Linked DNA regions of Ovis aries: region 2 is linked to region 1. The links are chromatin contacts, called in public Hi-C maps. All regions are on one chromosome and are shown on one strand. The core of a region is the stretch at or near the end of the contact, and the rest is flanking DNA. Distances in the headings are between cores, read along the strand shown.

Evidence for each region. Hi-C and Micro-C count contacts between places; a contact is called where the count stands out from the background.
Region 2: a contact with region 1 is called in a Hi-C map of blood, with 9 times the contacts expected there. The contact joins the promoter of C6H4orf3 here to the promoter of MAD2L1 in region 1. A contact is called at or near these places in 4 of 16 Hi-C or Micro-C datasets (blood, hypothalamus and mixed tissues).

What each region holds. Positions count from the first base shown.
Region 1 is chr6:5,754,012-5,759,786 of ARS-UI_Ramb_v3.0, reverse strand. It overlaps MAD2L1 (mitotic arrest deficient 2 like 1), which reads right to left and starts at 3,581. Exons shown (of 5, transcript XM_004009585.5): 1 at 3,403-3,581; 2 at 2,508-2,654. The coding sequence starts at 3,475.
Region 2 is chr6:6,385,007-6,390,781 of ARS-UI_Ramb_v3.0, reverse strand. C6H4orf3 (chromosome 6 C4orf3 homolog) reads right to left here and starts at 3,560. Exons shown (of 2, transcript XM_015096354.4): 1 at 3,257-3,560. The coding sequence starts at 3,462. USP53 (ubiquitin specific peptidase 53) reads left to right here. Exons shown (of 18, transcript XM_060416686.1): 16 at 1-3,795.

The DNA of each region.
Region 1 (5,775 bases), core at 2,332-4,831:
GTCTGACAAGATAAATGGGCCAGACCACACGAGGTCATGAGCACCAAATTAAAGATGTGACACTCTTAAGAACTAAAGTGGTCATTACTGTGTTTCAAGCAGCATATGATGTGATTCAAGTTGTATTGGAAAACTATCCTTCTTGGCCTCTAGGCAACATCCACAGTTGCCTAGAGGTTTCATACCAAACAATCTGAGTGCAGCCGTATGAATGACTATGGGTGGCTTAGCTCTGAAGTTAATGAAAACGCAATGATGTAATCTGAAAATGAAGCTAGCTGAAACAACAAAACTTCCCGTAAACTGGAAGTAAACAGGGGATCTAGGGCACTAATTCATGCATAACTCCAACAAGAGCTAATAAAGACTTGGAGAAGATACACTGGTAGAGATGAAGCAGTAGACAGATTCAAGAGATTTCATGGTTAAAACTGTTAAGACTTATTGGATTACCTCAGGGTAAGGAAGAGGAATGAATCAGGGATAGCTCCCAAGTTTCTGATTTATATCAGTAGTCGGATGGTTGATCCAGTCACCAAGAGGAAAGAGAACTGAAATGGAGATGATCCTAAATTCAGTTTTTAATATAGTGAGTATGAAGTAGTATATTATATAGCTGCATAAAGACATAAGGGGGCAATATATGAGCCAAGAGTTAGGAGAGGCTTTGGTTAGATATTGGTTCATGAGTCAGATACACAACTTGTTACTAGAATTATGTACATGTAAGAGGTCAACTAGAGACAGATTATAGTAAGAGGGCCTCAGGCTGAGCCCTCAATCTTAGAAACTGAGAATACTTTATTCAGGCATCGGCAGGTTTTTTTTTTTAAAGAGATAGAAAATATTTTAGAAATACTGAAGTCTTATGGGTCACCTACGTTGCATAGTCTTCTTTAAAATGTAATAATATTCTTAGCTTGCAAGCAGTACAAAAATAAGCCACTTGCTGGATCTGGCCTGTTGGCCTCGCTCACTCCTGGCATATATGAACAACTTTTACCAGTTTACCTGTGAAAAAGAGATTGAGTGGTAATTTGAAGATATGGGGAAGTTGGCGATTTTTTTCTCTCTTAAAAATGGAAATGAAACCAATGGGAATAATCCAAATGAAAACAAAGAAATTGACAACGTAAGAGAGAGGAAACAGGGTTAAGTTCCTAACGCTAGAGAAGTAGAATTTAAAAGTGGAATTGAACAATTTGCCTGTAAAGCATTTCCTCCATTTTAACTAAAAGGGAGAAATTAAGTAGGAAAGTGTAGATACCTCTGACAAGAAATGTTATTGGTCTCAAAGGACACAAACCAAAAACCAGTAACTTAGGCAAGGCTGGCTTGCTACTTCTTCAGATGAAGATGAAGACATACATCCATAGTTGCCTAGAGGTTCCATACCAAACAATCTGAGTGCAGCCGTATGAATGACTATGGGTGGCTTAGCTCTGAAGTTAATGAAAACGCAATGATGTAATGTGAAAATGAAGCTAGCTGAAACAACAAAAGTGATTCATGACTTTTAAAGTTAAAAAAAAATGCGGCTGTAGTATTTTTAGAACTAGTATTTTGGAAGATCTAATGGGCAGAAAAGGAGAAACATTTTACAACACAGAGAAATTAGAAATGAGAATCCTAAGTGTAGAGAAATATGAAAAAGAAACTAGTAGAAATTCTAGAAATAAAAGGAATAGATGGAGCTACTAATCCAACAATACTGCAACTTCTTGAGCTAAAAGAAGAAAATGAGTGTGCAGATAGAAAAGGCTTACTGACTCACAGGCGTGATTAAAAAAAAAAAAAAAAAGAAATGGAAACAGGTGAAAAATAAGAAAATTCCAATGAGTGCTGTTATTTAGTAGTTCCTTCTTTTTAAAGTTTAGTTCCCTAAGTTGAATCTGATTTTAATTCCTTCATCTTAATATATACAATGATGGCTTCAGACTCCAAGCAGCTACAAAAAATACATGCAGTGTATTTTTCTCAGATAACGAATGCCATCATAATAACATAAAATTCCAATGTGTTCTATCATCCCTGAAGGAGTTGATGGAGATTGTTTTGTTAAGCCATATCAGATTCCGAACCTTAAAATATTCAGTCTACTCAAAAGTGGAGGAAGGGTGGGAATTCTTTTAATTTGTATGTTATTTGCTTCCCTTCCAATTAGTTCACTGTATCGGATATGGTAGTGCGATTTACACTACCCTGTGCAGAGCTGAAAAATGACCACCAAGAAGCTAGAAAATGCGTGCTCCTATCCAACTCTTTACAACCCAATGGACTGTAACCCGCCCGGCTCCTCTGTCCATGGGATTATCCTGACAAGAATGCTGGAGTGGGTTGGCATTTCCTCATCCAGGGGATCTTCCAGACCCATGATGGAACCTGAGTCTTTTGTGTCTCCTACATTGGCAGGTGGATTCTTTACCACTGAATCACCTGGGAAGTCCCGAGGATCCTATTCACATAAAGGCCTGCAAAACTCAAAACTGTGTCCAACAATAAAATACCTTTTAGTTGATCCACCACATTATTTAGGTATTTTATGAGCTCAGGATCAGTAGTTACAAGCAAGGTGAGTCCATATTTCTGCACTCGAGTAAAGGTTTCCGATGGATATATGCCACGCTGATATAAAATACTGTTGATACCAAATGCTGAAAACATAAGAAATATTAAAGTCATCGTCACGTTGTAACTTTGGGGGAAATAAAGCATATGTAGATGGGGCTATGGTTTCATTAACAGTGTAAAGTTATAAATGTCTAAACACGTGTTTGTGTTTTGCTGAAAGCCAAGTAGGTACAAAGTGGCATTAAAAAAAATCCTTAAAATCTTGCGTCTGATAGCTGCATTTATGTGGCAACAGAAGAAAAATGCCAAACTGCACTAATCTACCAGTGCCAAATTTCATTTCATTGTAGAACAAGTTCAAATGCCTATTTTATGATTAGAGGGTGTCAAAACAGGCAACTGACAGACGGGTACCAAGCCCAGGCAGGCCTCTCCCCGTCTCTTTCCTCCTCTTATCCTCAGCGGTCCTGCCAGGTTCTGTCAGCAGGTACACCTGGCCGAGCTCAGACGTCTAGCCCGTCACGGTCCACCCGAGGCCCCTCGCCGTGGCGGGGGCGGGGGCTGTGGGAGGAGCTCTGCACTGGAAAGAAACCCTCCCGCGAAGGGGACTTCGCAAGGCGGCACTGCGGCCGCAGCGCCCGGGCCGCCTCCTCCGCCGGGAGCGACGCGAGCGGAGGCGGCGCCCGCCGCCCCACTTCCTGATCCCTCCTGCCGGCACCGGAGGCCGCGGTACAAGGGCCGGGATTCGGGGCCGCTCCGGCCGAGCCGCGGGCCTGCGGGCGGCCTGCGCTCGGCTCTCCCCGCCCTCCGCCCCGTGCGAGGAGGACTTACAGAAGAACTCGGCCACGATCTCGGCGCTCCCGCGCAAGGTGATGCCTTGCTCCCGGGAGAGTTGCAGCGCCATGGCCAGGCCCACGGAGGACGGGACGCGCTTCCACCCAGCAGACAGCGACGCCAGGGGCTTCCGGAGCAGTTCCCCGCCACTCGTTTCAAAAGGAACGACGCAGGACGCCGTCGCGCCCTTTGCGCAGGCGCGAAGGCCACTAGACCCCGCCTGTCGCGCCCTTTGCGCAGGCGCGAAGTGCCTCTAGACCCCCGCCCTGCGCGGCGGGGTCCGGCCAGTTCTCTCCGCCCCTGCGGGAGCGACGGTTCGCGCAGGCGCAGTGGGGAGGCGTGGCGGCGCCGTTCCCGGGTGGTGACAGCTGTCTGGGTTCTTGCTGTAGTTGTGGGCTGGCTGGCGGGCTGGCGGCTAGCGGGCAAGACGGTAGGTCCAGGTTTCAGTGGCCGCTCTCTGGGTCTGCGGACAGAGCGACCTAGGAGCACAATTCCCGAGTTTGAAAGATTCTTTGAAAGTGTTATGAACTGTCCGCCACCCTGAGTGGCCCCAGTGATCCTTAGCGGTCGGAACTTGCTAGGTGCTCTGGGAGTTTGCTTCCCTAGTGGCTCAGACGGTGAGGACTCTGCCTGCAATGCCAGAGACCTGCAATGCACGATTCCTAGGTTGGGAGGATTCTCTGGAGAATGGAATGGCAAAGCACTTCAGGATTCTTTCCCGGGGAATTTCATGGGCAGAGGAGCCTGGCAGGCTGCAGCAGATGGGGTCACAAAGAGTCTGACGCGACTGCGCGCCTAACACTTTCACTTTTCTTTCGAAGCAGCTGCGTGCCGCAGGTTTTAGAGGTATTACTGTGCCGGCGTGGTGTTTTTCCTGAGAAATTGGGCTAGGTCTGAAAGGGACGAACGGAATCCCTTCTGTCCCCTCGTCCTGGCTCAGCTCGCGTCTACCCCCGACCCCGCTGCTAGGCGGAGCCTGGGGGCAGCAAAAGTCTGCGTCTGATAGTCCAGCCTCTACTCTGTGTACCTCGCCACCCCTAGGCAACTGGTCAGGGAATAAAGTCCTCTCGCCAAAAAGGCTCGTCAACACTAAAGAGCTTCTCAGTGAATTTTGACTCAAATCCAGTGGCTTTTAATGTTTCTATGAGAAGTATTAAGCAGATGTTGTTTAGTCGCTAAGTGGTGTCTGCCTCTTTTGCGAACTCATGGGCTTGTAGCCTGTCAGGCTCTTGTGTCCATGGGGTTCTCCCCGCAATAATACTGGAGTAGGTTTCCATTTCCTCCTCCAGGGGGTCTTCCCCCACCCAAGAATCAAACCAGCTTCTCCTGCATTGGCAGGCAGATTATTTAGCACTAAACCACCAGGGAAACCCAATTAAGCAGATAGTGCACTGCTAATGTCATGTCAATTGTGAAGCAATTGTATTCCTACAGCAGGTGGAGTAATTATTTGTGAAATGAAGTCTGAGAAACCTGCCCAGATGTAGTTATTTAATTATATGAAAAAGTGCCTGAGTGTATTAGTTTTCTATTGATGTGTAACAAATTATGACACATTAGTGGTTAAAAAACAACACCACCGCCCATTTATTATCTCAGTCCTTAGATCAAGAGTCTGGGCATGGCATGGCTGGGTGCTCTATGTAGCCTGGTAAGTTTAAAGGCACCTGGCTGCAAGAGAGATCTCATCTAAACTCCGGGTTTGAGGTCCTTGGCTCCTGGCAGAATTAATATCTTTGCTCTTAAGTTGAGGTCGTCACTGGTTTGCTAGCTATTGGCCAGAGGCCAGTCTTGAGCCCTTGTCACACTTGCACTCTCTTTCCAAGGAGGGCCTTTTGAACAGCTCATGTGATTAAGTCAGACCCAGGCAGATGATTTCCTGTTTGTTAAACCTAATCTTCAAACTACCGCACAATTGCACTCATCTCACACTCTAGTAAAGTAATGCTCAAAATTCTCAAAGCGAAGCTTCAGCAATACGTGAACCATGAACTTCCAGATGTTCAAGCTGGTTTTACAAAAGGCAGAGGAACCAGAGATCAAATTGCCAACATCCGCTGGATCATGGAAAAAGCAAGAGAGTTCCAGAAAAACATCTATTTCTGCTTTATTGACTATGCCAACGCCTTTGACTGTGAGGATCACAATAAACTGTGGAAAATTCTGAAAGAGATGGGAATACCAGACCACCTAACCTGCATCTTGAGAAACCTATATGCAGGTCAGGAAGCAACAGTTAGAACTGGACATGGAACAAATGACTGGTTCCAAATAGGAAAAGGATTATGTCAAGGCTATATATTGTCACCCTGCTTATTTAACTTATATGCAGAGTACATCGTGAGAAATGCTGGGCTGGAAGAAGCACGA
Region 2 (5,775 bases), core at 2,311-4,810, 630 kb before region 1:
CTGAAATATTGACAGTATTCCTAATATTCTACATTATAACCTATGACTTATTTAGTTTAAACTGGAATTTTGTACCTGAATCTTTTTGTCTTTGTCTTTTTCCCTGAACACTGTCACACAGTGATCACCGCTGTCTCTTGTGGCCACCACCAGTTTGTTCTCCGCATCTATGAGTCTGTTCCTGTTCATTTGTTCATTTGTTTTGTTTTTTAAGATGTCACATATAAGTGCCATTGTTGTTTAGTCGCTAATTTGTATCCCACTCTTTTGTGACTCCAGCCTGCCAGGCTCCTCTGTCCATGGGATTTCCCAGGCAAGAATACTGGAGTGGTTGCCATTTCCTTCTCCAGGGAACTTCTGAAAATCTTGATCATCTTAGTCGTTTGCCTATTCCTAAATGATTTACATATTGATAAGAGCAAAAAATATCCTCAAAAACTACCGCACAATTGCACTCATCTCACACACTAGCAAAGTAATGCTCAAAATTCTCCAAGCCAGGCTTCAACAGTACGTGAACCATGAACTTCCTGATGTTCAAGCTGGTTTCAGAAAAGGTAGAGGAACCAGAGATCAAATTGCCAACATCCGCTGGATCATGGAAAAAGCAAGAGAGTTCCAGAAACACATCTATTTCTGCTTTATTGACTGTGCCAAAGCTTTTGACTGTGTGGATCCCAATATACTGTGGAAAATTCTGAAAGATGGGAATACCAGACCACCTGACCTGCCTCTTGAGAAATCTGTATGCAGGTCAGGAAGCAACAGTCAGAACTGGACATGAACAACAGACTGGTTCCAAATAGGAAAAGGAGTACGTCAAGGCTGTATATTGTCACCCTGCTTACTTAACTTCTCTGCAGAGTACATCATGAGAAACGCTGGGCTGGATGAAGCACAAGCCGGAATCAAGATTGCCAGGAGAAATATCAATAACCTCAGATATGCAGATGATACCACCCTTATGGCAGAAAGTGAAGAACTAAACAGCCTCTTGATGAAAGTGAAAGAGGAGAGTGAAGAAGTTGGCTTAAAGCTCAACCTTCAGAAAACTAAGATCATGGCATCTGGTCCCATCACTTCATGGCAAACAGATGGGGAAACAATGGAAACTGACAGACACTTATTTTGGGGGGCTCCAAGATCAATGCAGATGGTGACTGCAGCCATGAAATTAAAAGACACTTGCTCCTTCGAAGAAAAGTTATGACCAACCTAGACAGCATATTAAAAAGCAGAGACATTACTTTGCCAACAAAGATGCATCTAGTCAAAGCTATTGTTTTTCCAGTAGTCATGTATGGATGTGAGAGTTGGACTATAAAGAAAGCTGAGTGCCAAAGAATTGATGCTTTTGAACTGTGGTGTTGGAGAAGACTCTTGAGAGTCCCTTGGACTGCAAGGAGACCCAACCAGTCCATCCCAAAGGAAATCAGTCCTGAATATTCATTGGAAGGACTAATGCTAAAGGTGAAACTCCAATACTTTGGCCAACTGATGCAAACAACTGACTCACTGGAAAAGACTCTGATGCTGGGAAAGACTGAAGGCAGGAGAAGGGGATGACAGAGGATGAGATGGTTGGATGGCATCCCCAACTCAATGGATATGAGTTTGAGTAAACTCTGGTAGTTGGTGGACAGGAAGGCCTGGCATGCTGCAGTCCATGGGGTCGCAGAGTCAGACATGACTGAGAGACTGAACTGAACTGATTTCTTGTTGCTGCTAAGTCACTTCAGTCGTGTCCGAGTCTGGGCGACCCCATAGATGGCAGCCCACCAGGGCCCCCCATCCCTGGGATTCTCCAGGCAAGAACACTGGAGTGGGTTGCCATTTCCTTCTCCAATTCCTTGTTAAGTCTTCCATTTTCTACCCAGAGCTAAAAATTTAGATTAAAAAAAAAAAAATCACTATATTTGAAGTAACACCAAAAATCAGGAGGAAAGATTTTCCTTTACAAGTGACTCAATGGAGGGTTTTATAGAAATACTCATCTCCCATTTGTCCCATTGAACCCTCTGCCATACCATTCAAGAAATACAAGAATCACAGACAATGGAGCTTCAGGTACAGTGAGTTTATGCCCAGATCTTGGCGAACATTAGGGACTAGGGGTGAGAAAAGAAGACAATTACCTTTCAGGGAGTGTACATTCAATAACAAGATTGAGAAGAATAACTTAGAGTGAGTCAACAATTACCTCTGAAGTCCAAGAGAGCTGTTTAATAACTAAATGAGCTGCACTGCTTTCCTCCAGCCCAGGGCTTGTCCTCTGAATTTGTCCCTTATTATCTCAGTCCTGTGTCCCTCTTGTCTAAGTTCCCTTCCTTTACCCTCTGCCAAAACTGTCTTTTCAGAGTGAGTGGCAATGAAAATGCAGAGCATGTATTTTCCAAGAGGTATCTAAGGAATTTTGTGACTTACCAATTGTTTTGGAGTTCGTGGATGTGTATTTAAAAAAAAAAAAGTAAGTCAAAAACAGTCCCAAGCTTCTGGGAGGAGGACTGGATAAAGTTACCATTTTTTGAAATGGGAACACTTAATGGATAAGAAATTAGGAACTGAGTTTTGGACCTATTTTAGATACCCTGCTTATAGTCAACTGTTGTATAGTAACATCAGCTTTGGCCTTCCCAGGTGGCTCAGGGTAGAGAATTTGCCTGCTAAGCAGGAGTTGCAGGTTCCATCCCTAGGTGGGGAAGATCCTCTGGAGAAGGAAATAGCAACCCCCTCCAGTATTCTTGTCTGGAGAATCCCATTGACAGGGGAGCCTGACGGGCTACAGTCCATGGGGCTGCAAAAGAGTCGGACACCACTGACTAAATAATAACAATAAGCTTTAGCTGAGTGCTTACTGCTGTAAAGCAATATGCAAACATATCGCTTTGAGATAAGTTAGCGATTTATCTAAAACACCAAACCCCTATGACCAGGTTACTATTGGTCCCTAGAAATAAAACTAGCTACAAAGCTCCAAAATGTCAAATAACTTATCCAGTTTCTTCATGATAGTGCAGGAACTCAAACCCAGCCGGTTTCATTTCAAAACAAAACAAGAAAAAATATGAAGTCAAGTTGCCTCCACACCTCTGAACACCCTCACCTGAGGTGCTAAGGAAGCCATTTTCAGTCTCATTCCAACTCCCCGACTTACCGGACCCTGCCACCTTCGGGACACAATTTCCTTTCCTCTTCCCAAACTGGGGAGAAGGTTTCTAAGCCTCTCACCCTTCAGTGTTACATTCAGAGTACTCACCATGGCAAAAAATACACGAAGAAAAACAATATCACGTCGAAGAGGATGAAGAGCCAGAGATCCAACCAATAGGAGTGTTTGGGAGACAGGGCGGCCCCGGACTGAGACCGCACTTCGTGGTTTTGCTGCGGCCTCTCGGCTTCACCGAAGCCTCGCCGCTCCCGGGGGCCGCTCCGACCACCTTCGGAGGCCGCGTCCACCTCCATTTCGCACCAGTAGCCGCGCCAGAATCCGAGCACCTGAAATGCCTCAGATCCCGCACTTCCGCGTTCAGCTCGCGAAAAAATGGACAGAGTCCAACCCCATGCACATGCGCGTTTCCGCGCCTGGGAAACGGCGCTCGGCCCGTCCCTCCCAGTGCGCAGGCGCCGTCCGCTGCATTCGTGACTGCCGGCAGGGAGCGCAGCTTCCGTCCGGAAGCGGAAGCAGAGAAGGCCATCGCCCTGCAGCGCCCCGGATGGAAGCTGGTTTTTCAGGTTTCGCTAGGAGCGATAGCTCGGTGGCTGGACCAGAAGTTACTCAGGTTCCGTTCCTGACAGGTGATGGATTCCACCTTGGAACAGCCCGTGGTCACCTCTCCTTATCCTTATTGCTTTTGCGTCCTTATGCCAAGGTTTTAAAAGGGCCTCCTCTAATGGGGTTTGTACTGTTCCTAGCGTGTTACAGGGCTTCCCTTGTGGCTCAGACGGTAAAGCGTCTGCCTACACTGCGGGAGACCCGGGTTCGAGCCCTGGGTCAGGAAGATCCTCTGGAGAAGGAAATGGCAACCCACTCCAGTATTCTTGCCTGGAAAATCCATGGACGGAGGAGCACGGTAGGCTACAGTCCATGGGATCACAAAGAGTCGGACACGACTGAGCGACTTCACTACACTTCACTTCCTAGCATGTTGCACTTATTTAATTCTTGAAACGGCTATAATGAGGTTGACATCGTAAGTATGAGCGTGAGTTTCTAAGGGGGTCAGTGAGCAAAACGTGAGAATTTTGTCTGTATTTCAAAGGAGTGAATTTAAAAATAATACGGGGGTTTGGAAGTGTAATTCCCCCATGATATTAGAATGTTACCAGAAAGAAAACGGTTTATCATTGTAGACAAGGAAAAATTCTCTTCTAGGCTCTTTGGTTCTCCGTTTGGACTTAAGAATTAAACTGACATAAGACAGGTTGACAAGAGAAAAGCACAGAAGTTTTTGTTTTCTCTTTCTTTTTTTAACGCGAACATGGAAATTTTCAGAGAATCACAACCTGAAGAAGTGACCAGGGCAGAAAGCTTAGAAAGGAAAAAGTCAACGAGATTTCTGCTAGGAAAAATGTGGCGAAATGACTAGGAGGATAAGGGTTAGTTTAACAAGGTTTGTTTGTGTGGGGATTTCTTGGTCCAATTTTCCATCTCTGGTGATAAAAAAAATGTTCTTCCTGGTAGTATAGGGAGGGCATCTTTTACATGGGAATTTTATCTCTTTCTGGAAGAACAAGGAAGGTCAGAGTGCCCTTCTTGTGTCAGGTTTTTCTCCATTGCCTTAACTCAAAATACTCAGTATGCCAGAATGATGTACTCTGAACTACTTCGTTCCCCTGTCTGAAATGCCTCTAGAAGTAAAATCTGAGTCAGTAACTGTGGAGAGAAGAATTGGGTTAGCAACTGTGTGGCAAGAGATCTGCAAAGGGTGAGAAGAACATAGAAAGAGAATGAATAAACAGAAAATAACGAACCTAAGCCCATTTCCCCATGTTCCATGAAATCAGTCTCCCTTCCCTAGGAGTAGTTAAGTCCAATAGAATGGCAGAGCCTCGTTTTTATCTGATGGAACATGTTTATCTTCAAAAAGTGTAGGAAGTACGTGTTAGTTGCTCAGTCGTGTCTGACTCTTTGCGGTTCCCTGCCAGTCTCCTCTGTCCATAGGGATTCTCCAGGCAAGAATACTGGAGTGAGTTGCCATTCCCTTCTCCACAGGCAAAAGGTATAGATTAGACACTGTTTGCCCCAAGTGATTTACATACAAGCAGCATTCTTCACCAGTGATGGCACAAGCTCCTCTTCCTTGAGCTGTCAGTATGTCCAGGGCAAGGCAATTTTCTAGTCCAACAGAGGCTATTAACTTTTGATGGAAAGTCTTCCAACATTTGCATAGTAATATTGAAATCCTGTTACTATGGAAAGACTGAGAACTGCCTTTTCCAACTCATAAGCTCCAAAGGCTAGGAAAAGGGATCTTAGTACTGAAAAGAACTTAGAATTGTGATAAACAAGCCAGTTTTCTATGAGATCTGGTCTGAGCTGTTTATGTGACACTCCTTTTATGAAAGTACTGCTTTCATAAAAAGTAGTAGTGCTTTTATGAAAGTAGGGCTACCCTTGTGGCTCAACTGGTAAAGAATCCAACTGCAATGCGGGAGACCTGGGGTTCCATCCCTGGGTTGGGAAGATCCCCTGGAGAAGGGAAAGGTTACCCATTCCAGTATTCTAGCCTAGAGAATTCTATGGACTGTATAGCCCATGGAGTCACAAAGAGTCAG